Linked DNA regions of Mus musculus: regions 2, 3, 4, 5, 6 and 7 are each linked to region 1. The links are chromatin contacts, called in public HiCAR-type and promoter capture Hi-C maps. All regions are on one chromosome and are shown on one strand. The core of a region is the stretch at or near the end of the contact, and the rest is flanking DNA. Distances in the headings are between cores, read along the strand shown.

Evidence for each region. Promoter capture Hi-C pulls out the DNA fragments that hold promoters and counts their contacts. HiCAR-type assays count read pairs that join an accessible place to other places.
Region 2: a promoter capture Hi-C map of liver shows a contact between it and region 1, with 3 times the contacts expected there. The contact joins the promoter of 4930509E16Rik here to the promoter of Sltm in region 1. A contact is called at or near these places in 4 of 39 promoter capture datasets (hippocampal neurons, liver and pre-B cells), 1 of 484 Hi-C or Micro-C datasets (embryonic stem cells) and 1 of 9 other capture datasets (liver).
Region 3: a promoter capture Hi-C map of erythroid cells shows a contact between it and region 1, with 13 times the contacts expected there. The contact joins the promoter of Mns1 here to the promoter of Sltm in region 1. A contact is called at or near these places in 3 of 39 promoter capture datasets (erythroid cells, hippocampal neurons and liver).
Region 4: a contact with region 1 is called in a promoter capture Hi-C map of erythroid cells, with 22 times the contacts expected there. The contact joins the promoter of BC065403 here to the promoter of Sltm in region 1. A contact is called at or near these places in 3 of 39 promoter capture datasets (erythroid cells, liver and pre-B cells) and 1 of 115 datasets of contacts at active chromatin or transcription factors (astrocytes).
Region 5: a HiCAR-type map of astrocytes shows a contact between it and region 1, with 5 times the contacts expected there. The contact joins the promoter of Zfp280d here to the promoter of Sltm in region 1. A contact is called at or near these places in 4 of 39 promoter capture datasets (hippocampal neurons, liver, pre-B cells and 1 more), 1 of 115 datasets of contacts at active chromatin or transcription factors (astrocytes) and 2 of 9 other capture datasets (adipose tissue and liver).
Region 6: a promoter capture Hi-C map of hippocampal neurons shows a contact between it and region 1, with 2.7 times the contacts expected there. The contact joins the promoter of Anxa2 here to the promoter of Sltm in region 1. A contact is called at or near these places in 1 of 39 promoter capture datasets (hippocampal neurons) and 1 of 115 datasets of contacts at active chromatin or transcription factors (extraembryonic endoderm stem cells).
Region 7: a contact with region 1 is called in a promoter capture Hi-C map of pre-B cells. The contact joins the promoter of Myzap here to the promoter of Sltm in region 1. A contact is called at or near these places in 3 of 39 promoter capture datasets (hippocampal neurons, pre-B cells and stem cell-derived epiblast-like cells).

The regions. Positions count from the first base shown.
Region 1 is chr9:70,540,791-70,545,206 of GRCm38.p6, reverse strand. Sltm (SAFB-like, transcription modulator) reads right to left here and starts at 2,492. Exons shown (of 21, transcript NM_025690.4): 1 at 2,126-2,492; 2 at 1,150-1,237. The coding sequence starts at 2,287.
Region 2 is chr9:72,529,191-72,533,606 of GRCm38.p6, reverse strand. 4930509E16Rik (RIKEN cDNA 4930509E16 gene) reads left to right here and starts at 1,749. Exons shown (of 3, transcript NR_045735.1): 1 at 1,749-1,797. It overlaps Rfx7 (regulatory factor X, 7), which reads right to left and starts at 1,367. Exons shown (of 9, transcript NM_001033536.1): 1 at 627-1,367. The coding sequence starts at 787.
Region 3 is chr9:72,436,131-72,440,546 of GRCm38.p6, reverse strand. It overlaps Mns1 (meiosis-specific nuclear structural protein 1), which reads right to left and starts at 2,018. Exons shown (of 10, transcript NM_008613.3): 1 at 1,868-2,018; 2 at 1,086-1,307. The coding sequence starts at 1,870.
Region 4 is chr9:72,407,629-72,412,044 of GRCm38.p6, reverse strand. It overlaps BC065403 (cDNA sequence BC065403), which reads left to right and starts at 2,178. Exons shown (of 2, transcript NR_152222.1): 1 at 2,178-2,375; 2 at 2,557-3,401. Gm27230 (a long non-coding RNA gene) reads right to left here. Exons shown (of 8, transcript XR_003948355.1): 6 at 2,715-2,757; 7 at 2,034-2,632; 8 at 1,150-1,328.
Region 5 is chr9:72,272,361-72,276,776 of GRCm38.p6, reverse strand. It overlaps Zfp280d (zinc finger protein 280D), which reads right to left and starts at 1,889. Exons shown (of 22, transcript NM_146224.5): 1 at 1,748-1,889.
Region 6 is chr9:69,451,102-69,455,517 of GRCm38.p6, reverse strand. It overlaps Anxa2 (annexin A2), which reads right to left and starts at 1,835. Exons shown (of 13, transcript NM_007585.3): 1 at 1,779-1,835.
Region 7 is chr9:71,590,155-71,594,570 of GRCm38.p6, reverse strand. Myzap (myocardial zonula adherens protein) reads left to right here and starts at 2,211. Exons shown (of 13, transcript NM_001033208.4): 1 at 2,211-2,381. The coding sequence starts at 2,307.

The sequences.
Region 1 (4,416 bases), core at 1,243-3,742:
AAGCTGACCAGGTCCTGAGTCATAGTGCTTAAGATCAAAATTGAAGATTCTCTTCTATAAAATTTAATCATCTTGGCTTTGGTTTAGTTTGGTTTTTGTGTTTTTGGAGACAGGATTTCTCTGTGTAGCCCTTGCTGTCTGGAACTTACTCTGGAGACCAAGCTGGCCCCCAACTGGATATCTGCCTGCCTCTGCCTCCCAAGTGCTGAGATTAAAAGTGTGTGCCACCACCACCTGGTCTATTCAATCATCTTATTCCCATCACAACTGTGTATAGATCGGGTACAGCAGTTAAGAAAATTATGTTCCTAACAAAATGACACAGAAGTCCATGACTTATTCTGCATGGAAACTATAGATACCAGGCATCAGACAGTTATTTGTCTACTCTCTGTGACAGTTTATGAGAAGCGGAAATTTGCAACTATTCAAATAAGATTATACTCACCAGATGTTTTTAATAACTAATTCCCATTTATTATCAAAATATTCATGTGAAAATTACCTTTCGCTATTCACATCAGATCATTCTGCCCTGGAAATACACAGAGCCCAATTTAAAAGCTACATTAAAAACCTAGTATCCCCATACCTTAAAACTTCTTTAAAGCTAATCAGTTGTGGGGTTTTTGCTTTTGTTAGTATGATCGATGAGGTCTTTTGAATTTCACTGAAAATTATTAGACTGCATAATGGAATAAATGGGAAATAAGCAGTATGTCAATTAAAACATTAAACAAAGGTTACAGATCTTGAATATACTAGAGAGAACAGCAAAGAGCCAAGGAAAGGTCTAGTGGGAATTTCACCAAAACTCTGCCAATTGTGGGGCAAGGTAGACATGGATCAAACTGTATTTCTTTCTTCAGATATTCCTACTATGAAGGATCGGTATGCAACTTAACTTTGTACCTTTCCCCAGAATCAATAAAGAACTTTCTTATTTTCTGGTCATCTTCAGCCGAATCTGAAAGGCTGCAAGTTACTCAGAGCCTGCTAACAGTAACTTTCTTCCTTGACCCAAGAAGGCAGAGTGCCAGAGGGAAATAGCAAAGAATAGCACTATATAAACAGGGCGAGTGGTACAAGAGCAGAGCCAAGTTATAGAACCAAAATATATTTTAAAATATGTTCAGAACTCGTAACAACCTTTGCCTTTGGTTGGTTTCTTGTTTGGAGTATCAGTTGAAACAGTTAATTCAATATTATCTGGATCGCCTCCTTCCTCTTCAATAGCCTACATTAGAAAGAGAAGTTAATATGCTACACAAACTATCTAAACTTATTTTATAAAAACTTAATGAAAATATATTACCAAACCTCCAGCCTCAAAACATTAGAATTGCCAGTTATTTTACAAACCGACTTCACAAACGAGTAATTATGCTACACAGAAAGGGGTGGAGGGTGTCATTGAGTATCGAAATGTCCTGGAACTTGAAATTCCACCCAGTCGATGGTTCCATGTCACATATACTGAACAAGAACCTAAATATGTTCTATTACAGAAAGTTTGTAGCTACTTAAATAAGGAAGAGTTTTCCTAACGTATTGCGTACACTTGTTCCCGTCTCCGATTCCAAGGCTTCACGCGAATAAACCTGAAAGCTTAACAGGACTGAGAACGTGGATGATTACGCTGATGCAATCAGAAATTAAGAATTAAAAATAAATCAGTTAAAAGCCTAGTGGGGAAAAAAAAAGATGAATCTTCCCTTCTCATCCACTCATCAACTCCCACTACGGATTTCTCTGAACAGGGGTGAAGAAACGGTTGGACACAATTAAACGGTAACTTCGGCCAAGTCAGCAAACTAACCATCGCCTCGGAGCCCGAGAGATGCACGCGCTGCGCACCGCCCGTAGGCCGGGGTACCCAGCGCCGCCCAGGGTCTGCAGCTCCACCCTCCGCAGGCCGCAGAGCCGATGGAGAGGGCGTCCCAGGGGAGGCAGGGGGCGCGACCGGCGGCGGCTCGCGAGGCCGCTGGAAGGCCAGGCTCCTCGCGGAGGCGCGGGCCCCGCGCGCCGGGCACGCACAGGCACCACCCGGTCCGCCCCGACCGCGGAAGCGTAGCACCTAAACGGCGCGGCCTACGCTGCCCTGCGCGCAGCGTCCGGGCCTCACCTGCTTCAGCCGGGAGACCAGTACCGTCTTGACCCCGTTGATGTCCAAGTTGCGGCGCTTCAGCTCGGACCTGAGGTCGATAACCCGCAGCTCCGTGATCTTCTTCCCTTCCGCCGGCCCAGAGGCGGCCGAGGCTACCACGGCCCCGGCAGCGGCAGCCATTTTGGGAAAGCAACGCGCTGCCGAGGCAGCTAGTGGGCTGCAGGGCGGCGGCGGCGGCGGAGGAGGAGGCAGCGGCGGTGGAGGCGGTGGCCGCGGCAGCACCAACTTCCAACCCGGGCCCCGGGCGGCCAGCGGCGCCGCGCTACGCTGCGCACAATGAGCCACTGACCACGCCCCCCCACGGGGACCACGCCCCCGACTCTGCTCCAGCGCAACCTGCAGCGGCACCCGGATGACGGGTGCGCGTGCGCACTGAGCAGGCATGGAGGGGGCGGAGCTCGCAGCGGACCGGTGGCTCGGCCTCTGGCGTGGTCCCGGGAAAGTCTCCGCGTGTCCAACCGCTCAGCTGTCCTCGGTACCACGGTTCCCGCCTCTCCATTAGCCTCCTTCTCCTCTCATCTCTTACCTAGAGCCATCGCCACTTGAGAGGCACCCCATAGTAGGGAGAGTAGGTGCGTCTCTTCACCGAAATGAGGGGGCGTGTGCGCCAGCCTTCCCGGAAGAAGTACGGAATCATCGTGGAAAGGTGGTCGGGGTATACTAGTGAACTTAGGTCGGCGGGTTCCGCCCCGGAACGCCCAGCGAAACCTGAGGCCGAGAGCCCAGGGGACAGTGTCACGCTGTGACCCCCTGAAGCTTAGCCCCTCTTTGCCTGAAAACTACCAGGCAAACGTCCTCTCCTCGTTTGCCTCAGCTTGCCCATCCCCTCCGACGGGCCTGATGGCTCAATGAAATTGTTCACAAAAGGAGAATAACTTAAAAGTATATGTTGCCCTGATCCTATACAGTATCCTCTGCCCTGCGCCGCCAGCATTTGGTATGTCAAGGACAGGGGCCACTTTATGGAGAAATAGCCCGCATAGTATCTCTTAGTAATTTTAATATTATTAATCATCACAGCGTAAATATCTATAGAATTAACACAAAGTTGGACAAAGTTAGGAAACACAGGGAACTGAATTAACATTTACTGGTGGGTGATGTTTTGTAAAGGCAAGGGTATGTTTTGTAGAGCGAGGTATAGAGCGGTGGGAGGGACTGCCTCATCCGGCTGATGCTGAGGCATCCCCACCCCAGGTACCATCCATAAGACTGGTCTAGTATAGAATAGAGTTTATTTGGGGGTATGGCAAGGGGAGCTGAGAAGGGAGTAGAGGCAGAGAAAGGGAGAAGACAGAAGAGAAGAGCCCGGCCAAGAACACGTGGAGGGGGGAGGGGAGAGGAAGAAAGGAGTCAAAGGGGGGGGGGGGACATTCCCATCCAGGCCTACCTGGCTGTTGCTAGGTAAGTGTTGGGCGGAGCCTAGAAGGAATGCTAAGGTGCTAACAAAGGTGGGGTTGAGGTTGTTTTGTTTTACATCTTTCTCCAGTTTCCTGGTTATAAAACTTAAATTGGACTGGGCAGTGGTGGGACATGCCTATCAGCACTAAGGGGAGAGAGGCTTGTGGATCTCTGAGATACACTACACTCCAGCCTGGTATCTGCAGAGTGACCCAGGACAGCCAGGGCTACACAGAGAAATCCTACCTTTATAAATAAATAAATAAATAAATAAATAAATGTGAGGTGTGCCTTACTTTGGGTTGCTACACACAGAGGAATCCTACCTTTATAAATAAATAAATAAATAAATAAATAAATAGTAAGGGTGAGGTGTGCCTTACTTTGGGTTGCTCTTTCTGAATCATTGGTTCAAATGGAGGAAAACTGGACGTTATAAAATCATACCTGGCAGTCAGTCAGTTCAGCATTTCTTTATGACTTTTAAGGAATTCTGGGATATAACAACCCCTTTAATTCTTCCCAGCTGCTAAAAGAGATTAAGTGACTTATAAAATATGGCTTACACATATGGCTTGTGTGTGCCAGTGCTGTGCTAATAATCTTAGATCTTCTGATTCCAAGTTCCACTCTCTTATACCACAAATTAGTTTGTCACACTCACCAAATTTTAGAATTCAAAAGATTCTTGATCTTCCATACCAATTTCATCCCTCCATATCCCTTCACAATAAATGAAGATGTTAAGATTTGCCTAAGGGCCAACAGCTATTGGCCATGGTTGCAGTAAAACCTTAGGTGTTATTCTATCATTGTTCTTATCTTGTCTTCTGGAGCAGCATCTGTGG
Region 2 (4,416 bases), core at 500-2,999, 2.0 Mb before region 1:
AAATTTCTACGTTAAAATAAAATACTTTGTGCAAAAGAAGCATTTCCTTTACAGTCAATACAAAGAATAAATTCCCTAGAAGGGAAATTAAGTGCGAGAATAAAGGAGGCAAAACCATCCAGAAAAAGCAGCTAATCCAATTGAATGAAAAAGACATGTTAGGTTTTTGTGCTGCATATTAATGCAATGTCTTGTTTGGTCAAAATTCACAATACACTTCTTGCTCCTCCTATGACTACAAAAGGAGTCAACACATTTTTTACATTACAAGTTTCCAATTCATGCCACTATCATGCAATGACTTAATCTTGACCCATATTTCCCTTACTGTATATGGAAAAATGCACAAATAACTTGTTTATCTGCTTACAATTGAGAAGAGGGAAGCATGGTGTGTGTGTGTGTGTGTGTGTGTGTGTGTGTGTGTGTGTGTGTGTGTCTAAGGAGACCAGGGGTGGGTGCAACCTTCCCCCGTCCAGAGGTGGCACAGCCATGCACCCGGCTCTGGAAACCCACCTTCAATGAATGCATTAGCCTCCCCTTCGGATGCCGCCGCCGCCCCCCATCCCCTTTGCAGCAGCAATGTGCCTAGGCTGTTCTACCCCAGCGATGGAGGATCCTCTTACCAGATGGAGTTCTTGATCTTGTGTTGCAGAGCGTTGGCCTCTGTCCCTGGCAGCCCGGGCACAAGGGCTGGCAGAGCCACCCCGGGGTTGGGGGCGCTGAGGGGAAGCTGCTGAGGGGCATCGAGCTGCTGTGGTGGCGGCTGTTGTTGTTCCTCTGCCATCGCTGCTGGAGGGGAGGGAGGGAAGATGGGGGCGCGGGGAAGGGTGAGGGAAGAGACGCGGAGGGGAGGACGACGAGGGGAGGAGGAGGGGGAGGGGAGGAAGAGGAGGAGGAGGGGGAGGAAGAGGAGGAAGGAAGGAAGCTGGATAAGCTAGGCCTATACCCCAGGGCTCGAGTGAGTCGCTTTCTCCGGCCGCCTGAGGGACATCCCCGGGGAGACCGCGCGGCTCCTCGCGGCTCTCGTCACGGTTCCTCTCCCGGTTCTCCTCGCGGTTCTCGTCACGGTTCCTCTCCCGGTTCTCCTTACGGCCCCGCGCGTCACCGCGGCAGAGGCATGGCGGCGCCCCTCAGCCCCCCGTCAGCGGCCGGGGCTGGGGGGCGTCTGAAGAACGAGGTCCGTGGTCGGGCGCCCCCTCGGCCCCAAAATCCAACCCGACGGGTCTCTCGGGGGGCCTGCCTCCCCGGCCGCCCTCCCCCGGGGGCCTGGCGCCTCCGAGCTCCCCCACGCCGCTCGCTCCCTCGCTCGCTCCCGGCCCCGCCGCCGCCGCGGCCACTGCTGCCCTGCCAGCCCGGAGCAGCCCAGCGCGCGCAGCCGCACTGCGGCCCGGCGCAGACGGCACAACACCTACCGCGCGGCCGGGGGGCGTGGACGCGCGTGTGCGGGCGCGGCGCGGGGGCCGCAGGGGGGCGCGGAGCGCGCGGGGCGGAGCGGAGCGGCTACGGGCCGCGGGCCCAGGAAGCCGCGGCGGGGGCCCCGAGGGAGCGGTCGGGTGGCTGCGGCGGCCGAGGGGGTTGGGGGGGCGTGTTGGGGGCGGGGAGCGGGCTCGCGTGACGGCGGCAGGGAGTGGACCTGTGCCACCGTGCGGCGTGGAAGGGAGAATTGATCGCTTCCTAGTGTGTAAGGTGAAACGAATCTACACGCCCTCCCGCCCCCACTACACGCTCGCGAGCGTTTCCCCTCTACTAGTCAGGACTGCTTCCTCTCTCAGCCACCGGACTGAGCTGGAGCAGGTGAGAGCTTTTCGACGAGCTAGCGCAGCGAGCCTACTCGGTCTGGTCGGAAAATGGCAAGTGGCAAGCTGGTGGAAGTGCTCCTCGGTCGGGCATTCAAAGCCCTCCAAATCTGGCCCCACTTTAGCCGTCCAATCACAGCCGCCTCCATCCCCCCTGCAAGAACTCCCAGCTCCAATCAGTGAAGTCTCCATGCCATCCTCAGCGCGCAGCAGATTCATTCTTCCTTGGTGCCTTTGCCCATGCTGTTCCCCACCCCACCCCCTATGCCAGGAGTGCCCTCCCTGCTCTACACTCCCAATTCAGCCCAGGCTCGGAGACACACAGCTCAAGTCGCGGCTTGTCAGGGTCCCTGGCAGCCAAGGCCCCTCCTGTTTCTCAAAAGGAACACATGTAATACAACATGGAGGCGCGAGCTTCAGCCAAGAGCTCTTCCTTCGCAGCCATCTAAACTCACCCCAGCCAGAGACTGCCCACCATTTCGCCCCCTTCCCATTCATAGACAGCTTTGCTGGCTGAGAGTGAGACTCCCTGCCTCCAACAAATCATTCCTCTTAGAAGAGCAGAAGAATTAGCTTTTCTAGGTGGGGCTGGTCAGGAAGGCTAAGCGCCTGGGTGTAGAAGACAGCAGCCAAAGCCTCTGGCACCAGATGGAACAGCTGCACAGCTCGCACTGACCTTTCTCAGTGCCTGTGGCTGTAATGAGCCTCCCAGCCCGTAACTTCTCTGACAGTGTTTCTATCAGACTTGGCCCTGTCAGATTTTCTGGCCACTTTCCTGGATGGACTTTGAGCTAGGAGGCCCTGCCACCTTTCAGACTTCTAGTGGGTGGTGAATCTGATTGGCTTGGATTGCGTGGTCTTTTGAGTGCTCTGTTCCCTGCCTTGGCCTGAAACTCTCTTGCTTTGTCCATGTGGCCTCAGGCCTGGTTCATACAGACTGGAAGCCCATACTCTGAATGTTTGCACCTGGATGGGTGGAGGCAAGGACACCCTTGCAAAATACAGTTTCCTCCTGAGGATCCAGACTGTGTTCCAGAATGCATATTTATAATTCTGTATTCACGGGGAAGATGATATAAAAAGACAATGGGAAAAGTGGCCCAGACCCCTTTTTCTAATTTTTTTTTTTTAAACCCGAAGAGTGATGGCCTCACATTGCCACATTCGGGGAGGGGGGGGAGGGGGAGAATCAACAAAGAAAGGTAACTAGGACCTGCTAAAGACCTTAAGAAAAGGAAGTTGAGAACCGAGATGTCTTTAAAATAACTTCACTACCGGTGTCACACAGGCTGGCTTCCCGAGTGCAACTTTTCAGTTTTTAATAGGTTCCATAAAGAGCCACGCATCCCACAGTCACCGCTAGAGGGCTCAGCAGAGTTACAGCCCCGATTTGCCCTCTAGCGGCGATTCTGAACAGAGTGCGTTTACGGCGACTTAGGGCCTTGGGGACTGGCAGCATGGCAGTTGGAGCAGACATCTGGAAGCATTAGGTTCAACCAGCCATGAGAGGGTTTTCATATAGCGACAGACTGAAGACATCCTCTTGCCAGAATGAGACACCCTTTCAGGAAAAGAAAGATCATTGCTCACACTTAACATCTGAGAGGTAAATTTGGGCTTTGTTACAGTTTTCATAGGAGACTGAATTTAAATAAACTATGCTTTAAAGAAACTTGAAAAAAAAAAAAGTGGTAAAGTTACCTTAAACCTTGGGTAGGGATTCAGGGCAAACCCAGAGAGTAAAGGCCAACTTAGAATCATGGTGGCTCATTTTCTCAGTTTCAGTTCACCCCCATGGGAGTGAATAGAAAACATTTTAGTGAATATGAATTTTTAAGATAGCATTGGTTATGAGCAGATCCCAGTCACGGAAAGTGTAAACTTCCCCTCGAGGGTGTGTATGACAATGGGGAAAAAAACAGTCTGAGGAATGCCAATTGAGCTGGGAAGGAAAACTCTGGTTTTACAGTCAGAGACAGCATGGAGAGTGATTTGTAACCCACTGCAGTGGTCTAACAAGAGAATTGACAAAGTGGCTGTGGATACCTCTGAAGCAGAGTAATGTGTGGTAGCAGTCCTGGGACGTAATTCATGGCTCGTAGGTGTTTAGTAAATAACATTTAAATTCAGTTATTAACTTTTTTCTAGTATTTTCTTTTAAAGTTTTACTTATTTTATTTTATGTGCATTGGGGTGTTTTGCCTGCATGTATGTCTGTGTGAGGGTGTCAGGTGCCCTGGAACTGGAGTTACAGACAGTTGTAAGCTTCCATGTGGGTTCTGGGAATTGAACCCAGGTCCTCTGGAAGAACAGACACTGCTCTCAACCACTAAGTCATCTCTCCAGCCCCCTTTCTATTAATCTTATGTATGAAAACTTCATTTCCCTTATAAAGCTTTCCAGATATTTACACTACATATAATATATGTATATATGCATGTATGTATGAATTATGATACATTATACATTTATCTCTAGGGATTAGTGAGATAAAACTCACATAATTTACAAAGTATGAGGAAAATTAATACCACATAATATTACTGGGTGCAGAAAATATAAATAAGGCATAGACCCAACTCAAAGTAGTTTATATTTTGTGAAGTAGAGCAAGATT
Region 3 (4,416 bases), core at 769-3,268, 1.9 Mb before region 1:
GATAACAGGCCTGATATCTTCATTAGGTTAAACACAGGAAGTTAATAAAGGATGCATCGATGAAGTTCATATTAACAAAACATTGGCCATAAAAACTATATACGCTGTATGAACCTTGCCTGGTCCTGATTAAAAGAAGCCAACGCTAAGGACAGATTTCAGCATAGTACAGAATTTTGCTTAGAGGCATCTATCATGAGAAGATGACATCAGAACAACACTCGAAAGAAAACATCCCCACTTCATCAGATAGACCAATGGTTGCTAGGCAGAGTTAGGGTATATGGGAGTTTCCTTAAAGACATAATAAGAATAAAAAGATGGGAGGCCAGGGTTTTCCTGTTCAGAATTAAAGGGTCAGGTCTATGCTACTGGAACTTAGGACAGAAGGAAGCCGACACACTTTTAAGCCTTTCTTTTGCTATTTCCAGATCCACCCTCAAAATCCTGGACATAACCGCACGCTAGTGCTCAAAACACAACAAAACAGGGGACGTTCTTTTCACACTTAGGAGAAAATTCACTTGTCTCACTTCCTGTCTGTTTCCTCTTCTACTGCAATCTCCTAAAAAATATTTAGAAATACTCATGATAGATTTAGCCAGCAGAGCAGGATGTAAACACACGCATTCAATAACTGAATTCTTCAAAAATTAAAAATATGAGTAAGTGTACATCTCACACATATGTCCATCTCCTACCACTTTAATAGTGTCTATGTTTAACGTCATGAATTTTTAGAAAGGAAGGAATTTCTTAAATTTCTTATTAGAAATGTAGAGAAGGCAACACGGTTGCACTCACATAAACAAAACTGTGATGTTAACAATTACGGATTTCATGCTTATGTTTAAAAACAAAAATGGATATTCTTGCCAAATGCTATTCTAAAGTCTTTCGATTTGCTCGTTGTTAAAAGCATGCAAACTGACCAACTGACACCACGTTCTTCAGCTAAAATAACCAGGACTCCAAAGGATTCAGTCAGTTCCCAGCTCTCTGTATTTCCTCAACTCCAGGCAGGGCTGACAGCCATCTTTCACCTTTTCCAAGGAAAGAAAACTAACAAGGACATTGCAACTTACTTTTTGGATGGCTTCTTCCATGTCGAGCTCAAACTGCTCATTCTGCAGCACTCTGAGGAACCTCTGGCGTTCCACCTTCTCGTCGTTTTCATTTTGCACCACTTGGTTCTTGGCTTGCCTCTCTAACTTATTCATGACTTGTATGTTCAATGATTTGCGGAATTTTTCATCTACTAACTTCTGATGCTTTTCACTAAAGCTCAAAGCTCTCTTTTTGGTCGCCTACAAGTGCGAGGGGGAAAGGGAAATACACAGAATTCAATATTCTTCTTTCAAAAAGATACTGCTGAAAATCCCTATAATAAACACTATAAAATAGGTAACAGTATAAAAGGTCTTTGGCTTTAATTCAGGATATACTAATTAATATTTAAATATGATAATGTAAACTTAACGGCGTACTGATTGAGTACTACTAATAGTCCCTGTTTTGTAGTGGAAGCAGGAAAAGTTAAATTAAAATTCAACAGCGTCAGTGAGTGCGATGCGGATGCTCTCCAGCTGCAGCTTTACCACCAGAGAGTTGCCTTTCCCCCCACCCACAACAGAGCAGATTTAAAGATGTATCTATTTCGATGAGAGGGGGAAAGGTGCAGAAATGCCTGGAGTGTTCCTGGAAAAAAAAAAAAAAAAAAACCCAGAACCTTCTAGTAAGCAAATCGAAGTTTCTCACTGACCTCTCGGATTACGCACTTCAAATTGTATTTCAGAGAGCTCAAGACTACAAATAAACAGTTTGAAAGTCCCTGACCGACCCTTCCCCCGGCCTCCGAGCTGCTTACCATCTCGGTTGGCTTTAAACCTCCTCCTCCGGCAGGATGGGTCTCTGCCTCAGTTGCAAACGCGTCTTCCGGAGCAGCAGCCACGGCAGCGGATACCTGTGCACGCTGGGTTAAGTTTAAGCTGTGTCCCGGCAACCGCCAAAAATGCACCGCCCGCCCAAGAGGGACGCGGCCTCCCATTGGCTGGCACAATATCCAATCAGCACGGAGAGTCTTCGTTGCCAGGCAGGAGCGCTCCTTCCATAGGACCAAGCCAAAAGCGCGAAGTTCGGACGCTTTGCCCTAGCGGGAGCCGTTTACATCCGAAGGGAGCTAATCTCTGCGGTCTGGAGCCCAGCTAAAGCCCCAAGGAACCCCAATAAGCTCGGACTTGTCACTGCAGTGGACTGAGGGATGGTGCCCCTCTACCATCCTCAGTCGGTAGCAAGTTGCCTAACGTGGGTGCTGGGCCCTCCAAAAGAGCAGCAGGGCCCCCTACCGAGCCATTGCTCCATCCCTGATACACTCATTTTAGAGATGAAATATTTTGAGAACTTAGAGACACGGACGAGACCTATTTACTTACCTGGAACAGAAGCCACTGGATCGCTAGCGGAGTGTGAGACTGGAGAGCACGTGAAAACGGAACGGAACAGGTGTGGATGCATACTTGCAATCCCAGTGCTCTCTAAGGCCAGGACCACGTGCCGAGGGATGGCACCACCCACTGTGGTCTAGACCCCCCCCCCCATATTCATTAGTAACAATAATGATAATAGTCACCGCACGCCTTTAATCCCAGCACTTGGCAGGCAGATTTCTGAGATCGAGGCCAGCCTGGTCTACAGAGCCAGGACAGCCAGGTCTATACAGAGAAACTCTGTCTCAAAAAAAACAAAAAACCAAAAATAAATCATATATGAAACTGACTGTGGGGCAAAGCATATAATGCAAAGCATTCTTGGACTTAGGATGCAGCTAACAATCCCTTGGAACTCTACTAAGAATGTGGTTTGTGTAACTTTAAATTTTAGCTAATACATTAAAACCAAAAATTGTGTCTTGTGGAATATCATGGAACATCCTGGTGCATTGTATAATATTTAAATCAGTAAACATCAAAATATTTCTTTAGGGTTAAACAATCTTTTCCTCTGTGTGGTTTTTTTTTGTAATGTACAGCATATTACCATCCTACACCCCCACCTGGCTGTGCACCCCTGTACTTCTGACTATATTTTGCTAACTGCAGTCTAGCCCTTCGCCATTTCCCCCTGCCCTAGCCCCTGTCATCACCAATCTGCTTACAGTTTCTGTGAAATCAACATTGTTAAAGACTCTACGTGTTTTCACAATCATACTTTATCTTTTTTTCTTAAGAACTTTTTGAGATTTAACTTTACGTAAATAAAGTGTCTATGCGCCATTATGTGCCTGATGCCCACAAAGACCAGAAGATGTTATCAGCTCCCCTAGAACTGGAGTTAGAAATTCCTGGAGGTAGGTTACTGGAGCTGTCATGTGGGTGCTGGTTCCCAAACTCCGGGTAATCTGCAGGAATAGGCGGCGCTCCAAACCGTTGAGCCATCTCCCCAGCCCCACTCTGGCAGAGCAATATCTGTAGCACCATTATTATTTCAGCTGATCTCTCCAGTTCCATCCACACTGTCAGAAATGGTAAGACTTTGTTTTTCCCTGTGGTTGAATCTTATTCTTCTGTCCATTTATTCACTGATGGACACAGGATATAACCAGGACTTGACTACTGTAAATGGAGCTGCAACTAACGTGTGCATTCAGAGGCCTTCCGCATGCGGATTCCATATCCTGTGGATATATAGATTACGGTGGGGGGGGAGGAGGCAGTAGTTCTATTTTAACTCTGGGGGACCTTAGTCTAGTATTCTATAATGGCCACACTTATTCACATTCCACCAACAGCATACATGTGTTCCCTTTTCTCAGTACTCCCAACAATGTTTTTTATTTTTAATATTTTTGAAAACTATTCTTGCTGGGGTGAAGTGATATCTACTCATTGCAGGTTTGGCTTTTGTGTCCTGGATCATTATTCATTAGTGATGTTGAAAGGGATACATTTTAACGGTGGCCTCTTTTATTGTTTGTTTTTCATTTTATTCATATTATCTTTTATTATTTATTGTTGTTAGAAGTGACTGCTTAGGCCCATTGCCATTTTTTGTTTTGTTTTGTTTTTCGAGACAGGGTTTCTCTGTATAGCTCTGGCTGTCCTGGAACTCACTTTGTAGACTAGGCTGGCCTCTAACTCAGAAATCCGCCTCCCTCTGCCTCCTGAGTGCTGGGATTAAAGGTGTGTGCCACCATGCCCAGCTCCATTGCCTATTTTTAAATCAGGTTTTGTATATATGCTATTGATTTTTGAAGTTCTGTATAATCCAAGTTTGGTCTCTGTTGCTGTGATAAAAACACTCTGACTAAAAGCAAGTTGAGGAAGTAAAGGAGTGTTTGGCTTACTGGTTATAGTCAGTCCTGTTGGAAAGCCAAGGCTGGAACTCACAGGGCAGAACTTGAGGCGGGGACTGAAGCAG
Region 4 (4,416 bases), core at 929-3,428, 1.9 Mb before region 1:
AGCAATGCATAAGAGTCACTTGGGGTGTTAAAAGGAAGCCGCAGCTGAAGTGGGCTGTGAATCCTCCATTCAATAGTGTATAGATTTTGAATACTTCAATTCTGTGGAAAAAAGGTTGAGCCAAGGACACTAGAGGGAGCCAGGGCATGCAAGCTGGAGACAAGGCTCCCAGCTCAGCAAGCCTCAGGTTCACTGTCCCCCAAACATTTACTTGGATTGGCTAGGAAAACCTTCACTATACATTCAAAAGCTTGCTATTTGGGTCTCATCTCTCTTTTCACTGTCATGGCCAGGTAACATGAATAAAGAACATTTGGGAGACGAGGAAAGTTGAAGTGGACAGATCTTGACATATTGTGCCATATTAAACAATGGGAAATTATACTTCTGCTAAAGCACTTGACTATTATTTTTCCAAGTGTATAAAGGTAGATTGGTCCTAAGGTTTGAGACGTAAAAATAAGAGCTAGCGTGATACTGGGACCCACAAGTCCATCGTCTTAAACTGGGTGGTGGTCCCACATGGGGGTAAGCGAATGTGGGGCTGAGACGGTCTGGACAACAATGAAAGGTTTCTACATGAATCATAAACAATTAACTCCCAACTAAGCATGCAACGCATCAGTGTGTCTGTATAAGTACTTGTCTTTGTTGCTTCATGTGACTTCATTATAGCCTCCGATCTGAACATACCATGCCAGTCTGTATGTACCAGGTGAACTGTGACACCACACAGCACCCATGGTCACTGCCTGAATCACCCCAGCTCAGGCCAGAGCTACTGTATGTTGGATTTTGTATTTTTTCTGTACATACAAGGTCTTCAATTCTCATAGAGACATATAGAAGACATATATAGAGACATATACAGATTATATAAAACAAAGACATTTAATATTTTTGTCCAATCATTCTTTTTTTAAGATTTATTTATTTTATGTATGTGAGTGCACTGTAGCTGTACAGATGGTTGTGAGCCTTCATGTGGTTGTTGGGAATTGAATTTAGGACCTCTGCTCAGTCTGGTTGGCTCCGCTCGCTCCAGTCCAAAGATTTATTTGTTATTATACATAAGTACACTGTAGCTGTCTTCAGACACACCAGAAGAGGGCGTCAGATCTCTTTACAGGTGGTTGTGAGCCACCATGTGGTTGGTGGGATTTGAACTCAGGACCTTTGGAAGAGCAGTCAGTGCTCTAACCGGCTGAGCCATCTCGCCAGCTCTCTCGTTTCATCATTCTTTACTATGTGAGCATCAAATTAGCATATTGTTGGATTGAATTGTGTTGGAATGCTTGATCTTGAATCCAGTTGTTATTGACTACCGGCTTGAATTTCATAAAAGAAACCAATAAAGAAATTTTAGCTTCAACAACTTCTGAAATGACTCTAATGACACTCCTAACATTTTGTGCTATATATGTTTATGAAAAGTGGTATTCTCAGCTCTTGACAATGATAAAATCAAAGTATCCATGTCACAGAGCAACCAAACCCTTCATGACTGAGTTCAGATGCCACTGTTGCCATAAAAATCAACCAAGTCCCTCAACTGACCTGCGACTTCCCCCACCTGAACTCTCTCTGGCCGCTCCCTTGAGGGTTCTTCCTTTGGGGACCTCAACATGTCCTCTTTGTCAATGCTCAAAGAAAGGCCTGATACCTCACCTCTCAGAAGTCTTCGTCTCCCAGCAGCACCCAGAAGAGAAACTTCACTCAGTACACTCCCCTAGTCCCCTAATAGAAGGAACTGCATAACCATTTCCACAAACTCTTGGTTCTAGCCCCTAACTTAACAATTCAATTTTAAGATGGAAAAGAATAAAGTGCTAAATAATACATCCTAAGAAAAGCCAAGAAACAGGATCAAAGTAAGAGGTACAAGGGAAAAGCCACTGCCCAGAGATGGAGTAGAGAGCTGAGCTTTTGAGCGTGGGAGGCTCTGCAGAGGCTGCAACCCCACCCCAACCCCACAGCGGCTGGGGCAGCTTTTTCTCTGCTGAGCTGTCAATCCACTTCACTAATGCTCTTACCACTGAGAAACTGAACGGTGGCCGGAAGCCCAGAGTAGCCCTTTGGGTGGGGTAGTAAATCCTCCAATAGGACTTCTAGTAGTTACTGGAAGGGTCCAGACTTCAAGACCTTTCTTGCTTTCTCATGTTGAAATCTTGAGGATGCTGGGATAGTCTGACGTGTGGTCAGAGCTATGAGGAAGTAACTAACACAGACAGTATCTTTGTCTGCAGTTCCTAGCGGGGTAGCACATCATTCAGGAGACAGCTTCTAGATGATACTGAATCCCAAGAGAGGGGCCTGGCAGATGAATGACATCAGCTAAGGCAACCTGAAGGGCCTCGTGCCACACAACGATAACAGTAAGTACCCTCTATCTCACTTCAGACAGTCTGAAAGGCAGGCTTTTGGAAAAGCATCATCCCCATTGAGAGGATGGCCCTGCCTGACAAATTCTGCTGTGAGGGTGTGGGAGGGGCGCCTTTATGTCTTCTATTTCCCTTAAGAAGTTCAGTCACGTTCAGTCACATGCCTGGCTCGCAGTCTGTTTATCAGGATCAAGCACGCTCTCTGGAGAGCGCAGACAGCAGGATGGGCCGAGCTCGGATGACAGTCTGCCCTGTGGAGATTGACTTTAATGAAGCAAGAATAAACAGGAAGATTAAGTACAAGCAGAAACCAGTGACAAGTTCTGAGCTCACCTCTCTGCTGGAATTGAAGGGCTCTCTGCCGCTGAGCGAGTCTCTGTTAGAGAGAAAGAGGCATCATCTGTTTGGTCGCTAATGATCCTGTTATCCACATCGGGCCCCAGTGTGCGCAAAGAAAAGTTTTCTCTCGATTTAGAGAGCAACTTCTGTATGTTTTATTTATATCTACTCACAAAACAAATTGTTTTCTAAGATTGGAAAAGTTAAGATTGATAAGGGTTGAGAAAATATTTAATAAACTGAAAAATGACATCCTTTTAGGGATTAAGGATTGCTAGTATTACTCTGCTATCTGCACCGAGCATTCACACCTACTCGGGTGTTTGTGGCATAAACGTGGCTAGTTCTGCGGGGAGATCTTACAGAAGGATGACTGTCCTGGAATAAACAGACCAACCAGCTAGTCTTCTTTATAAAGCCACTTCTTAGGGCTTTCTAAACGGATCCTAATACCCGACTGTTTTGGTTCCTCATTTCGTGTATGATTTTTGAAAAGTAACTTTTTAAAAACCTGTTTTGCAAAACAGCCAGTAAGCAAGTCCAGGATTCCCATCGGCCCTCTGGAGATGCCATTTCATTCATATCCTGAGTACCGAGTATTTTCTTTCTTTTTTTCCCCCCCACTATTGTGTTTCTTTTGGAAAAAAAATAGATCTTATTAAAACTGGAATGAAGTCTGAATTAGCTGTAGCACATTCTGCAGTACTTAATTCAACTGGGAGTTGCTTCGTGACTGAGTGTATGTAAATGTGTGTGCCTGAGACCACTGAGGACGCCACAATGTAGCTGACAGTCTTTAACACCTGTACCAGTAGGTGGCGCTCCGATCCAGCCCGATGCTCTACCCTCCCGGTTCTAAGGTTCAGGGAAAGGAAACTAAGCAGGACACTGCTATCTGTCCGAGTGTACCCAAGTGATCAAAGTATACCAGGGATCAAACATTTGCTTTTAAAAGCTAACGTGCACAGCACTACAGTGTCCACATTTAGCAAAGCTACCCGAATGCCCGAGAGAGATCAGGTGGTCCGGACAAAGGAAGCCTTTCTGGAAAGGGCTGCTTAACCTGCCTTCTCTGGATAGAACAGACGAGACATGAGGCTCCGAGGCAGACATTCTGGGCAGAAGTGGCTTCCAGAAAGGCTTTGTGAAAGCCAGAGAAGTATGTGTGAGGAAGATGAAGCATTCTGGGTCTGCTCTGAGCAAGCCCATGAGAGAGAGCTGCTCACAGGGCAGCCAGGCTTCCTCTCGTGAGATGGAAGGCAGAAGGGGACAAGAAACAGAATCAGACCAAGTTTTGTCTTGCATTTAATTTTTGTTTTTGAGTAGCAGGAAATAAAATAGGAATTAGACAAAAGTACTTACAGTTTTACTTTATATTATATAACTCTAGACTATATTTATTTAATTATATTATATTTAATTATATTAAATATATTTAAAAATGTAAAGTCTAATCAATGGCTAGACATATGTGGGTTTTTTTTTTTGTTGTTGTTACCATAACAAATGATTTCCTAACTTTCTGGCTGCCTCCCACAATCTTCATGTATGTTTTTGTGATGTGAGACTATACACGCTTTCATGTTTATATGTGTTCATGTCTGTGTTAAATATAATTTAAAAAGTAAAAATAAAACAGGAGCAGTCGGTCCAGGAAAGCAGCAGACACATAGTCCCCTTCGAAGATGCATCATTA
Region 5 (4,416 bases), core at 640-3,139, 1.7 Mb before region 1:
GTAAAAAAATAATTAAGCCTGAATGTATTCAAGTTTTTTAGCCCTAACTTTATGTACTAAATGCATTTTAGCAAATATTTTTCTTGGGTGTGACCATGGTATTCTGTTACGGTAGTATAGAGAAAGTGGCCTTTATCTTTTCTTTATTGATATACATATCCAGTACTTAGGGGTGAACTGTAACGTCTTTAGCAATCATTCACATATTCAGCAGACTGAGACAAAGCAAATGTGACAAAATGTTTACAAATATTCACACTAGGTGGTAGGCATCTGAACATGCTATATTCAACTCCCCAGTGTGCTTGGAAAGAACATGACCACTAATAACATCTAAAGATAACAAATGATCCAGAAATTAGAGTCTAATGGCAAACGGAGTTTCTCAAATGTGGAGGCCTGTGCCTCCTCACCTATTCTCAGGAACCTCACTGCAGTGAAAATGGGACATAAAATACTGAGGTGAGCTGAATGAGGAGTCCTAAAACTTAAGGTTCCGTAATGGCCCCGGTAGCCAAGCGTTCTCATCGTCATTTCTGAGGCTGACCTTCAAAACTGCTCTGCCAACAAAAACGTCTCCGAAAGTAGCCCAAGGTAAACATTGACACCAATGACAGATACAACCACTCAAACTCAAGGATGGCTTTAGTGCAGATGGTGGACCATCAAAAAGCACAAGGTCCTCCAACCCGGTCCCTTCACCCTATCAGTTACATCCAAACAACTTGAGTTGGTACAGTCATCTCTCAAAACAAGATAGCACACAGATGCCAAGGGAAGGGTTTTGTACCTTCAAACTCTTACTTCCATCGTGTGAATTTATGGTTAAGGGCACTAAAAGACGTCCAAGTATTTAGATGATTCAGTCCAAACTTGAAAATAAAGCCAAATGTTTAAGTATGGCGGACTATTTAAAAAAAAAATTTTTTTTCTTCGTGAAGCCAAAAGTCTCCATGCTCGCAGCAGGTTAACGTCCATTTTTTTCCTAGCATATTTCTTTCCTAACGGGTTACAAATGCAGGTTGGTCGTGAAAACACCATCTTCTTGCGCAGGCTAAAACCTCAGCGCGACCACTCGTTTGTGGTTTATTAAGTGAAACCTGCAACGCACAGCTGGAAAATCTGTCAGGCTCGGTTCTCCTCAAAGCCCTCCTCTGGTAGACAATAGCGGGGCTATGGCAGAGTGGGGACATTCCTTTGACAAGAAAGGTGGCTAGATAGGAGCGGTCGTCTAGCACAAGGTAAGGCCTCTGTGGCTGTTATGGCGAACGCCAGTGGGGTTCTGCTCTTGCGTGAAGAGTCGAGTGGGTTGGGTTGTGAGCTCGGGTCTCCGCCACACACACACACACACACACACACACACACACACACACCCGCGGACAAGGTACAAAGGACCGAGGGGAGTCGTCCCCCGAGAGCACAGCCGGGCTGAGAAAGCGATGGGAGGATCTGCGCGGTGGCGAGGCGACGAGGCGAGGCGACGGCTGGGCGGCCCTGTACTGTGGGCCGCCGCGCCGCCGGCCGCCTCGCCTCGTCGCGCCGGGAACCCTCCCGCGCCAGGCCCGGCAAGATGGCGGGCCCGGCCCCATGCGCAGCCGGCCCCTGCCCTGCCCGGCCCGGGCGCTCTCGCCGACGCGCCGCGGCCCGAGACCCCCACCCTGCGCCCCCGGAGTGCGGCGGCGCGGCCGCGCGGGAGGGCCTTCGCGGGCGGGCGGGCGGGCGGCCGCGCGGGGCGGGGGACGCTTACCGTGAGCGGAGCGGCTCGGCCTGACTGGAGCCCTGAGGAGGAGGAGAAAGAGGAGGAGGCGAGGGAGGAGCGCGGGCTGTGTACGCCGAGGCCGCTCCGGCTCCCATCGCGGAGCGGGGCTGCTGGGCGCCGTGAGGGGGGAGGGGGCTGTCGCGAGCCAGGGCGCAGTGCCTCATGGGTAGGCTCCGGGTTGGCCTCGCGCGTCCGCGCTCCCAGTCTTCCCGCCAACGCGGGAGGCGAGCGCGGCCATATGCGCCGTGCTGCGGACCTCGAAGGCCCGGGCCGGCCGGGCCCTAGCAGCCGGCGAGGACACGCGGGGACCGGGCTGAGCTAGGCCGTGGCGCTCATGGCCGCCTCAGGCCTAGAATTTGTAGGCACTCAGCAGTGAGTTCCATCCTTCTCCGTGTGCGAGGGTTAAAGGGCATGGGGAAGGGTGTGAGAGGAAAAGGAGATGAGTTTCCAGGATAGTACCACGTTGTTTTTGGAAAGTACGTTTTTGTTTGGGTATCTTTTTCACTCCTATTGTATGAATAGTAATCCGTAATTGGAGGTGGAAAAAAATGGCCGATGTATTTATAAGAATACTTCATCGTAAGTCGGATCTGTAAGGAAACAGACACCATGTTATGTCCGAAATGTAGATGGACATTTGTGTGTTTGAACGATGTCAGATTTTGTTAAAAAAAAAAAAAAGAAAGGAAGGAAGGAAGAAAGAAAGAGGCAATAAAACGAGGGCTGGAGAGATGTAAAATGAGTAAGAGCCCATGTTGCTTTTCTAGAGTGCCCTAATTTGGTTCGCAGCACCCCATGGTGGCACACAACTACAGTTCAGGGGATCTGATGCCCTCTTCTGGCCTCGGTAGGCACCAGACACTAAAGTGGCACACAGGCATATATACAGACAAAAAAACACAGATACACATAAACTCAAATACTATGAGCTACCTTCTATCAAATAGCCTCAGTGTCTATAGATACCAGGCTCTCGGCGATCAAAGCTTCTTTTATTCCAGTCTTAATTACTAGCTCAATACATTTCATACTTAGAGAATGGGTACAAAAGGTTTAAAGAGACCAGCAGATTTCAGAGGACAAAAGCAGAAAGCTGATACATATATAAAGTGAGTTGCAGATACTAAGGGAAGGGATCTGGGAACCCAATAGGAGGCCAGTGGAGCTAGGGCTGCAGAACAGGACCACAGGGGGCTAGAAGCCAGAGAGGAGCAAGATCCATTAGAAAGACAGAAGGAGGACACTGCAGGTGGGCTAAGCCCAGTATTGTGAATTTAGGATTTGTCTGCCTATCACTTCCTTGAAAGAGACACCAGGTGGTCAGGTGAGAGGTTAGCAATTCAGTCACCATCTCAGTGTTAGGTACCTATATTATTAGTTTTCTAACTGAACTTAGAGAATGAATCCATGTGCATAGAAAGGGGGGTTATTAGAATGACTTATAAGCAACAATGGCTGGCTATGGACAAAAAGTCCAAGAATTCAGTAATTGCTCAATTCAGGTTGGATGTTTCAGTGGGTCTTCAAGATACCCTGGAATTCTAAAGGAGTAGGTAAAGAGGGAGGTGTTGTATCCCTACTTGGTTCTTGATTGTGTCAATAAAAAGGGGGGAAGCCAATTGCTGGACGAAAGAAAAATGGTGGGACTTGCAGGTCCCAGAAGAGAAGGGACACAGGGAGAGAGGAATTTGGACCAGGATTTGGATGGAAAGGGAAGCTGAAGTCATGTAGATCTTGGGACACTTAGAATTATTGTAGCCTCTGCTGCCAGCAAGGACTGAGAAGGTTGTGGGGAGCTGGCTGATAGAATTGGGGCAGGAAATTCTTTACCCAGCTGTTGAGTTATCTGGCTAGCTTTAAAATAATAAAACTGTCTAATGTTTTCTATCCATGTAGCTAAGGTGGACAGGAGAAGAAAGAGGGCAGCCAGGGCAGTTGCTGGTGGAAGTTAGCCTGAGAGGGTTGGGGGAGCAATTGCAGCTCCTGGGAAAAATGACCAGCTGGTCATTGGCAGAGCTGAATGAGACTGGTGGTGGCAGATCACAGAGCTAAACCCAGAGAGGCTGGAGTGCAGGCTGTGACACCAGGCAAGGTTGGTAACAGGTTTTTAAAATTACACGCAACAAGTAGGCTATAAGGCTGAAAAAGTATAACCTAAAAACAAAATTCTAGGCCTTTAGGCCCAGGCTTAAGAATGTGACCTTTGTGACTCAATGCTCCAAGGCATGCTAATCATAAAACAGATAGCAACATTCCTCCACCCACCCACTTCCTGGGTTCAGGAAGCGTTCATTCAAAGAAAGTTGCCTTGACTCTTGCTGGAACCCGCTGTGCAAAGGTGCTATTGTTAGAGGCTCCTAGAAAACTGTCTTGACTTTCCACCACCTCATGACTCTTAACTGGTATTTTTGGTATTTTCCAACAACGCCCTCCCCACCTCCTTGAGTTGTGGTTTCTTCCTTTAAATACCCCCTTACCCAACTACTCGGGGTGCCAGGGGTCCTCTACCCCTGTGTGGTATATGACTGTGGGCCCAAAAGCGCTCTTGAATAAAAGTCCTCTTGCAGTTTGCAGCGAGACCGTTTCTCGTGAGTGATTTGGGGTGTCGCCTCTCCTGAGTCAGAATGTGGGGGAGTCCTCATGTTGTGGGTCTTTCA
Region 6 (4,416 bases), core at 586-3,085, 1.1 Mb after region 1:
CTGCTGGCTCCAAGTTCCCTGACTCAGATCCAGAGTGCTTCATACTCTGAAAGGAGCAGGAAGTGGGTGGGACTGCAAGTCTCCAAAGCCAACCTAACAGGTCAAGGGACACAGGCTGCAAGACAGTGGGAGGAATGCAGGAAACAGAAACGGGAGAAGGGTTTCCAATTGATAGGATTTATGATTTGATCAAGACTATCTTTAGAACTAAGGGAGAAAAAAATTGAGCCCCACATCAGTGATTTATTCTTCCTACCCACAGATCACCCCTCACCCTCCCCAGTTTGCATTCTGCTCCCCTGCCTTTAGCCAGAACTCGGATACACTGCAAATTAATCTTTTTCTGGTGCTAGCTTGGGATTCCAAACACATTCTATAGCTTTGTTGGGGTTGGGCAGGGAAGTGGCTTCCCGAGTCCAAGTTGCAGACCCACCTAATTATACTCCTGAGTGTTTCAGGCTGAGGATCTTGAATTCCAAGAGTTTATGGTTGCTTTTAAGGGCTGGAGTTGAATATGGCATAATAGTTCACACATGAATAGCTTTTTCAAGTTCTGGGAATGAAGTTCAACCTACTACGGTACTCTACCAATTACCAATAAGCTTGATCGTGATCATAAGCTCATGGTTTTTTTCTTTTCTCTCTCTCTCTCTCTCTCTCTCTCTCTCTCTCTCTCTCTCTCTTTTTTTTTTTTTTTTTTTTTTTTTGGTAGTTGGGTTTTTCCCCCTACAGGAATCTCACTTACTATGTAGCTCAGGTCGGATTCAAAAGGGATCTTGCTGCTCCAGTCTTCTGAGTGTTGAGATTACGGCTCTGTCTCAAGTAACAGTTATTTTGTTGCCTTTGCTTTGCTTTTACATTTGCATGACACTGTTTCAGTACGCTTTATTTAGCTATTTTTGAATGAACTTGTTTTCGGAAACCTTCAATAACTCAGTGTGAGTGGCGCTATCAACAGCAGAGTTCGGAAACCACTTTCATAGATAAAGAAACTTCTCCAACCACAGCCCTCCGCGCCAGCTTTGGAACCTGAGGCCCAGGAACCACGCCCTTTTCTATAGACCCTATCAACTGATTCATGGTGGCATCAGCACAGTCAAGGCAACGTTCCCTACAACCACCCGGGGACACTTCCTTCTGCACACATTCTAAGCGAGCCACAAACTCCCCAGAAGAAATGAAGTCTGAGGTCGCTGACCTAGCAGACAATCTAGCGTTCATGACGAAGACTGAGTTGAGATTGTAAAGAAGGGCACCCAGTAGTCAAGACTTGAGGTTCTGGTGCCCCCTGGACCTCCCCCAGGTACCCTGCTCCGACTCCACAAAGGCACGTCCCTCAGTTGCAAGGAAATTCACCTGAAATTGCAGAAGTTACGGTCCAGAGTGAGAGAACGCAGTGCGGAAAGCGAAGTGGGACTTCTCACTGCTGGGCCGGAGGCTCCCCCAGCGGCCACACCCAGTCCCCCTCCTGACATCTAGCACGTCTGGAATGCCGCCCCCTCGGCTCCCCGCCCCACAAAGGGTCTCCCCGTTCCGAGGAAACCTCAAGGGGAAGCACGCCCCGACCCCTGCGCCCCGACCCCTCAGGAGAGTGGCATGCAAAGAGCACGGTCACTTGCGGGACACTTTGCAACTCTGTTGCAGGGCCTCGCAGATCACCGGGTGGAGTGGGTCCCTCTCCGTGCCTCCCGGGGTCCCCATCGCCGGAGCCTGCCCGCTCCCCGTTCAGCACCGCAACCCCGAGGCCATAGCGGGCGACCGGGCCGCGCCCCACTTACCTGGGCCGGGCACGTATCGCTGAGAGCCTCCCTTGAAGCGGAGCAGCCCGGCTGGGCTGGGTGGGGCTTTTATACCCGCCCCATCCTCCCAGCGCGAGGCCGCCCCACATCCCCTCCCTCCCCGGCCTGTTCCCACCCTGCTGGGTGACTCATCCAACTTGGAACGTAGCCCAAGCCCAGTCCTGCCCTACGTGACAGCTCCACCGCCTCCCCAGGCCCTACAAGTATCCACCCATTTCCCCCGCCCAAATCCCCTTACTCCTAGAGTACAGGGCCCTGCTCAGGCTGGCTCTGGGTTATTAAGATTTCAGCTGCTTGGCTTGCCCAACTCACTTCTTTTGCTTTTAAAAGGCTTCTAGGCAGCGAGGTAATGGAGGGTAGAATTGTTTCAAGGCGCATATATTTGGATTCCTCTGAACTGGGCCGTTGGCACCCAGCTCTCCATCACTGTCTGCAAACATATTAGCTTAACCTCTGGTCACCAGCTGGAGCAGTGTGAGGAGGGTGTTCGCTTGGCCCTGCTTTACACAGTCTACTCCGCCTTGTAAATCAAAGCGGAGAGGCCTCTAACCAGCTAGGGAGACTAAGAGGTAAGGCTAGAAGGTACCTCCTTCCCCCAGTACTCCAATACACCCCAGGTCCTACGGTCTTTTCCTAATTGTAGGTTATTGAAGGTTTTTCCCCCTTCTCATTCCTTGACAAACTGTTTCTCTGGGTCATATTGTTTCTTTTCTAGCTTGCTTTTCCAGGAAACAACGCAGTAGTGAACTGTGTTTGTGGGTGACTGTTCACACCGCATTAAACTTCAAGCTAGCAAGAGAGCTGGAAATACCTTAAACACTAGTTTTGGTTCTTTTGTTTTGTTTTGTTTTGTTTTGTTTTTGTTTTTCAAGGCAGGGTTTCTCTGTATAGATCTGGTTGTCTGGAGACTAGGCTCGTCTGGAATCAGAGATCTGCCTGCCTCTGCCTCCCCAGTGCTGGAATTAAAAGTGTACACCACCACCGCTGCCCAGTCACACTAGGTCTTTCAACTCCGTCCTTGCAGAGTCTACCTCTCTGCTTTCTCTAGGTTCTAACGATTCTCTTCCATCTAGTTGTGTGTGCTTGTGGTTCACTCGTATCACACGTGGTCACGTGTATCACACATGACCTGCAAGGCGCTGTCAGCCTCTAGGATGCTGTCCCTTCAGAGCACCCACCTTGGCCCAGCTTGTTATTTGAGACAAGGTATCTCTTTGGCCTGGAGCTCACAAATTAGGCAAGATTGGTTGGCCAAAAAGCCTTCTACCTGAACTTGGAACAGAACTCAGGTTCTTAAGCTACAAGATCTTAGGCCACTATCTTCCCAGCCCTGGTCCCTTCTGATATCAACATCTGTTTATACTTTCCACTACGGTCTCAATTCACTCCTAGGAACCAAAGGATGACAGTTAGGGGAAGAGATAGGCACAGTGCCCACTGTCACATAGACAGGTAGCTGTGAAGTTGGCCCCAGCAGAGTGACAAACAGAAAACAAGATATCCCTTTTGATACAATGTCTGATTTACATTCATAGTGCTTCAGTGTGGGCAGCTTTAAAGACAGAAACCTTGTTTATCTGACTACTGGGGGTGAACATCTTGGAACATAAGACACAGGCACACACTACCAGCAAGCAGTAGCCTGCCTCCCTGGGTTATTTCTCCACCCAGGCCCGCAGGCTCCACATTCCTGCATGTGTGAGGGAGGGTAGGAGGTCCAATGTCAGAAGTAGCATTGAATTGACATCATGTGAAACATAAAAAAGCCACCAACCATCCAAAACTATTTTTGACTTATTGTGGACATCTGGCAAAGCTAAATGTACAGAGAGCTGTATGTGGCCAGGCCTCATTTATGTCCTGCTGAATACGAGCTCTTTCTTCTTGTCCTATCTCCTTAGCATCTCACATTCCATCGGGGGATCTCATTGGTTCTGTCTGCAAATTCATCTGATACACGTTTTATCAAAAGCCAATCTGAGGGGACTCTTCCTTGAGACACAGTTGGGATGGTTTGGAAATCAAATTAACCAATGCCAGCAACGATTGTATTACACTGAATACCCTGACTAGATAGTTTATAAAAATCCACAAAAAGGTCAGATGGGTGGGGGATGGGAGGAGGTAAAGTGCCTGCCTTGAAAATCGTGAAGACCAGAGCTCAGTCTCCAGAATCTATAGTGAAAGCTGACTGTGCTACCTGAGGTAGCCCAGACCTAGGGCTTTCAGTTGGCTCATCCCAACATCTACCTCATGCAGGGCCTGTCCTGCAGATCCAAAGCCGCAGAAACTTCCAGACACAGGGCATCTACAGGATATCCGAGAGGAGTCACAGTGAGGATCCAGTATTGATGGTGCAGCAGAAGCCAGAGGCCTCTAACCAGACCAAGAACTCACTGCAATGAACACTGCAAGAAAAGCTGTTTGAGCAAAGGGGTGTACTGTGTGACACACCATGACACACTGCAGTTTCCATAGGGAGGCTTTTTTTTCTTTTTAAGTTTTTTTTAATTATTATTTTTATTTTTATTTTTTTATTTTTTATTTTTTTGTAGAGGAGGTTGCAAGGATGGAGGACAGGTAGAAAGGGACAGGGAGATGAGTGGGGTTGGGGTAC
Region 7 (4,416 bases), core at 962-3,461, 1.0 Mb before region 1:
CTATAAATAAACATTACTGATGCCAGGGTGTTTTGACTGTGTCTGCAAAAACAGCCCATTGCCTATCTCCTTGGGGCAAAATAGCAAACCATCATTAACCATTAGTTTCTTTCCACTGAGGTAACCATGCAGACATCTATCTCTAACTCCTAGTGGCTTCTAACATCTACCTTTAGAAGATTGGTTTATTTTTTATTTTTTTATGTGTATGGATGTATTATCTGCATGTAGGTATGTGTACCACAGCAGACCTGGTGCCCACGGAGGCCAAAAGAGTGTGTCAGATCACCTGAAACTGAAGTTGCCAACCGACTATTGTTAGCCACCAGGTGGGTGCTGGGGACCAAGTCCTACAAGTACTCTTAACCACTGAGCTAGCCCTCCAGCCCCGACCACCGCCCTTTGATCAGTACTTATTGGAGGGTAGACTTAGAGTTTAGGCTTACAGATGTCAGGACTAGAAGCAGAGGCTGTGTGGAGGAGGACAGAGGGAAATCTCTCATGGATTCCTTGTTTTGAAGAAGCTATAGATGGGAATAGAGTGGAATCGATATGTATGGCTATTGACCCATTAACTCTGGCGTTAGTTTTGTCCTTTGCAAATCAAAGATGTTAACAGAATCTACCTGGTGGGGTTGTGTAGCCTGAGGAGGAAGTGCATACAGATCTAAGAGGACAGAGGCAGAGGGCTGGAAGATGGCTCAACATTAAGAAACCTTACTACTCTTGCTGAGAACTAGAGTTCAGCTCCCAGCACCCAAGGTGGGTGGTTAACAACTGAGCTAACTTCAGCTTCAAGGGATTGGACGCCTTTGGCCTCTGAGGATACCTGTACTCACCTGGGCAAACTCAAAATTAAAAATAAAAAGTAAATCTTAAAACACACACACACAGTGGTGATGAGGTTGGTAGAAAGCATCAGGAAGAGCTGGCAGAGAAGAGGCCCTGCGGCTTTCATGCAGACTTGCAGAAAACATGACTGTTGTCACCAAAGGGGCAAGTTTTGTGGGATCACGAGGAATTCTGATTGGTAACATTCTTTGACGTCTTTCCTGGTGGTGCAACCTTGGGATCACTCGTGTGCATGGGTACACACACATACACACACACACACACACACACACACACACAGAGAGAGAGAGAGAGAGAGAGAGAGAGAGGAGAGTGCACAGAAGTTAGGGAAACAAAGCTTCTAGGTTCAGGGGTGCCGTCGGGGTTCAGGTTAGGAGGTTGGTGAGAAGGCTGGGTTTTGCCTCGGCTTTGAAGGGTGAATGGAGATACTGTGTCCTCCCTCTCTTTCCCCCGAAGCACTTTGTCCTGATGTTAAAGGCCTAAGCACTCACACACCAGGTTCTTAGTGACTAGGCCCCAGCTCTCCTTAGCTTCTCTCCACCATCAGCTCCTGGCACTGTGACAGGATGCCTAAGAAGGAAGGGTCCCAGATCTGCCCTTGCCTTGCTTATCTCTGCTAGGGGGCAGCAGAGTGTTCCAGAAAGGCCCTAGGGGCTGACAGGGTAGGTCACCTCTTAGCTTGGCCACTTAACACCTGGTGGGGCTCCTCCTGCCTTACTCAACCCTTGATGAATCAGTGTCCTCACCTGCAAAATGGGGTGCAGGATAATGACACCTACCCCCAAAGCGTGGTTGTGAAGATTGATTGACGCAAAGGGTGGTCAGTCCTGCCAGGTGGACACACAGCAATCACTGAATGAATGTGGACAGCCTTGCAATTCTGGTCTTCAGCTTAGTCACTTCCTCTGGGAGCCTCTTTCTGGCTCCTGAGGACCTTTGGACAGTTGCACACTCCCAGCACACATACCTGTTTTCTACCACAGAAATGACAACTGTCTTCTCTCAGGGTCACCATTAGGGTGCAAATCTGTGAGGACAGGAGTCGGTCGTTCACTAGGAGGCACAAATAATAGGCACTCAGTAGTTACCGTGAAAAAAAGTGACAAAGACCAAGGGTCCCAGTAGTCCTTGGGGTTTGATGGAAAGCTCTGGGGTCGTGAGGCCAAAAGGACAGGGGATACAGAGACCAGACCCACAGTGTGTGCAGGAAGACTGGACAGGGAGATACAGAGAGGAGACGCTCAACTTTGGGGAGAGAATGCTGCTTGACTAGTCTGGCAGAATCCTAGCCCCGCCCCTCTCAGGCCCCTCCCAGGCCCCGCCTCCTGGGCTCCAGCCCTGCGGAAGCCGTAGCTTCTAGTGTCTGAGCCTCCCCCGCGTAGGGTGCGCCCCGCACGCTTATCCTGCCCCGGAGCAGCGCGGGCACCCAGCCCTTGCTCCACAGCCGCTGCGAGATGCTGCGCTCCACGTCCACTGTCACCCTGTTCTCAGGTGGCGGCGCCAAGTCGCCTGGAACGCCCAGTAGAAGGGTAAGTAGCTAGCTGGAGAAGGAGCTGCTGGGGATCTCTCGCACCCATCCCTGTCGCCCCATCTGTAGGGATGTGGGGAGAAGGATGCTTCTGGCTGTCGATACCTCAGTCTTGGCTCAAGTTTCCTGGCCAGTCCGGGACTCCACAGTGACCCTCCCTCTGGATGCTCCCGAGGCGGGAAGAGAGGGCTTAGGGGACTTTCTGGGATACCTAGAACTTACTTCTCCTTCGCGTCTCCACTGTCAAGCCAAGCTTAAATGTGGCATCAGTTTAAAAAAGGCAGGGGAGAGGTTTCTGAGGTCTCTGCCCTGAATATACTTGAAACGTGAACTTTTCTGCATCTCTTGGTTGGGAGCATCATCCATATGTCCATCCACCAGTGACAGACAGCCTCTGATCCAGGAGCCAGCTTTGCCAAGGTGGTTGCCTGTTTGCAGACCAGAGCTGAGCAGCTGACCACCTCGGAGTCTAGCTGTGCAGGACTCTAGTTTACGCAGGAACTTCTTTTTTTAAGCCCTGACCATCACCTCCAGGGAGATTTCCCTAAAGAAATGTGTTTAGCCACAGTCTTTGCTGAATCAGTTCTTACCTCCCAGATGCTCCTGAAAGAATGGCCAGGCTTGTCAGGTTGACATTCTATGCCCCTTCGAAGATCAGGGCCTCAGAGAAGTCTGCTAGGAGCTTGGCTTGTAGCTTTCTGAGTCTTCTGGTATCACGTTATTAAATACCTACCTCTTCACTAATCACGTATCTCCACCGTTCATTCTAACAGGTTAAATCCCACTCCAAAAGCCCCTTCCCAAGTCCGGTTAGTTTGATTTGACCTTTAGTGTTTATCTTTTCTCCATTTATAGACGAAAGGCATGTGTTGCTTTTGGGTGAGGGCCAAGTGGTGGTGGTGGTGGTGGTGGTGTGTGTGTGTGTGTATTTATGTTTGTGTGTATATGTTAGACACCTAAGGCTCATAGAACTCTGGTTGCTTGGTCATTAACTTAATAAAGTGGCTTCCCATTTGGTTAGTGAGTTTCCAACCATGGGCTTACCCTATTGCAAGATGGGCATTTGACTCTTTCCCATGGAAGGCTTTGTTTAATCAGAACAAAATTTAGGTTGACAAAGAATAAAATCATTACAAAGTTAGCCCTGAGCTGTGTGCAGCAGCCCCTACCCACAGGGAGACTCTGATTTAGGTTGATGCTGGGATCCTGTGAGTGAATTAGGTATAGCCAGTAGACTCAGTAGCATCTTTGAGATTTTTCTCTTGAATGATGTCTGGACATACTGGAATGCTTTGTCTTTTGGCTAAGACTGCATCGAAACTTTGGTCTGAAGAACTCAGGCTTCCGAATTCAGACTATGTAGGACTGATTGGAACATTCTAGAACTTCTGTGGACAAAATCTTTTTAAAGGCTCCTGTGTGTGTGTGTGTGTGTGTGTGTGTGTGTGTGTGTGTGTTGATTGACTAACTGACTCACTGAATATTTATAGATCTATTTCTGTGTGCCCCAGGGCTGGGCACTCAGTTCCATTCTGCTCTTGGAGGCAGATATTATCACAAATGAGTTTGTAGAGCGAGCAGAGTATTTCCAGGGTTCAGTGACCCTAAAAGAAAGGTTCTTTCTGAGGTGTGTAGGGCAAGCCTCTCCCTGCAGGTGAACTGCTACTTAGTCTCCCAGCAGGGTCAGGAGTTACAAAGGCAATCGACAAGGTAAAAAGAGAACTATCATTTATCTCAGTGGATACTTGACATAGGCTGTATGACGATGTGTGTCAGACTTGCTTTGGGACAAAACACTAAGAGTTTTTAAGATAATTAAAAAAAACTTTTGAAGCACAAGAAAATATATACAGTAAATACATAGCCATGAAAACTGTTTCTGAAATTGAAAAATTTTCAAGAAATCCGGCCTTCTCTCACTCCCTCTGTGATGCTGGCAAGGAGATGATCTCAAACTGGAATACTTTGGGTGTGCTCAACCTGTGGTTTCCTCCAGCCAAGGGTAGCTATGGACCTAGTCCAGCACAGAATCGTAC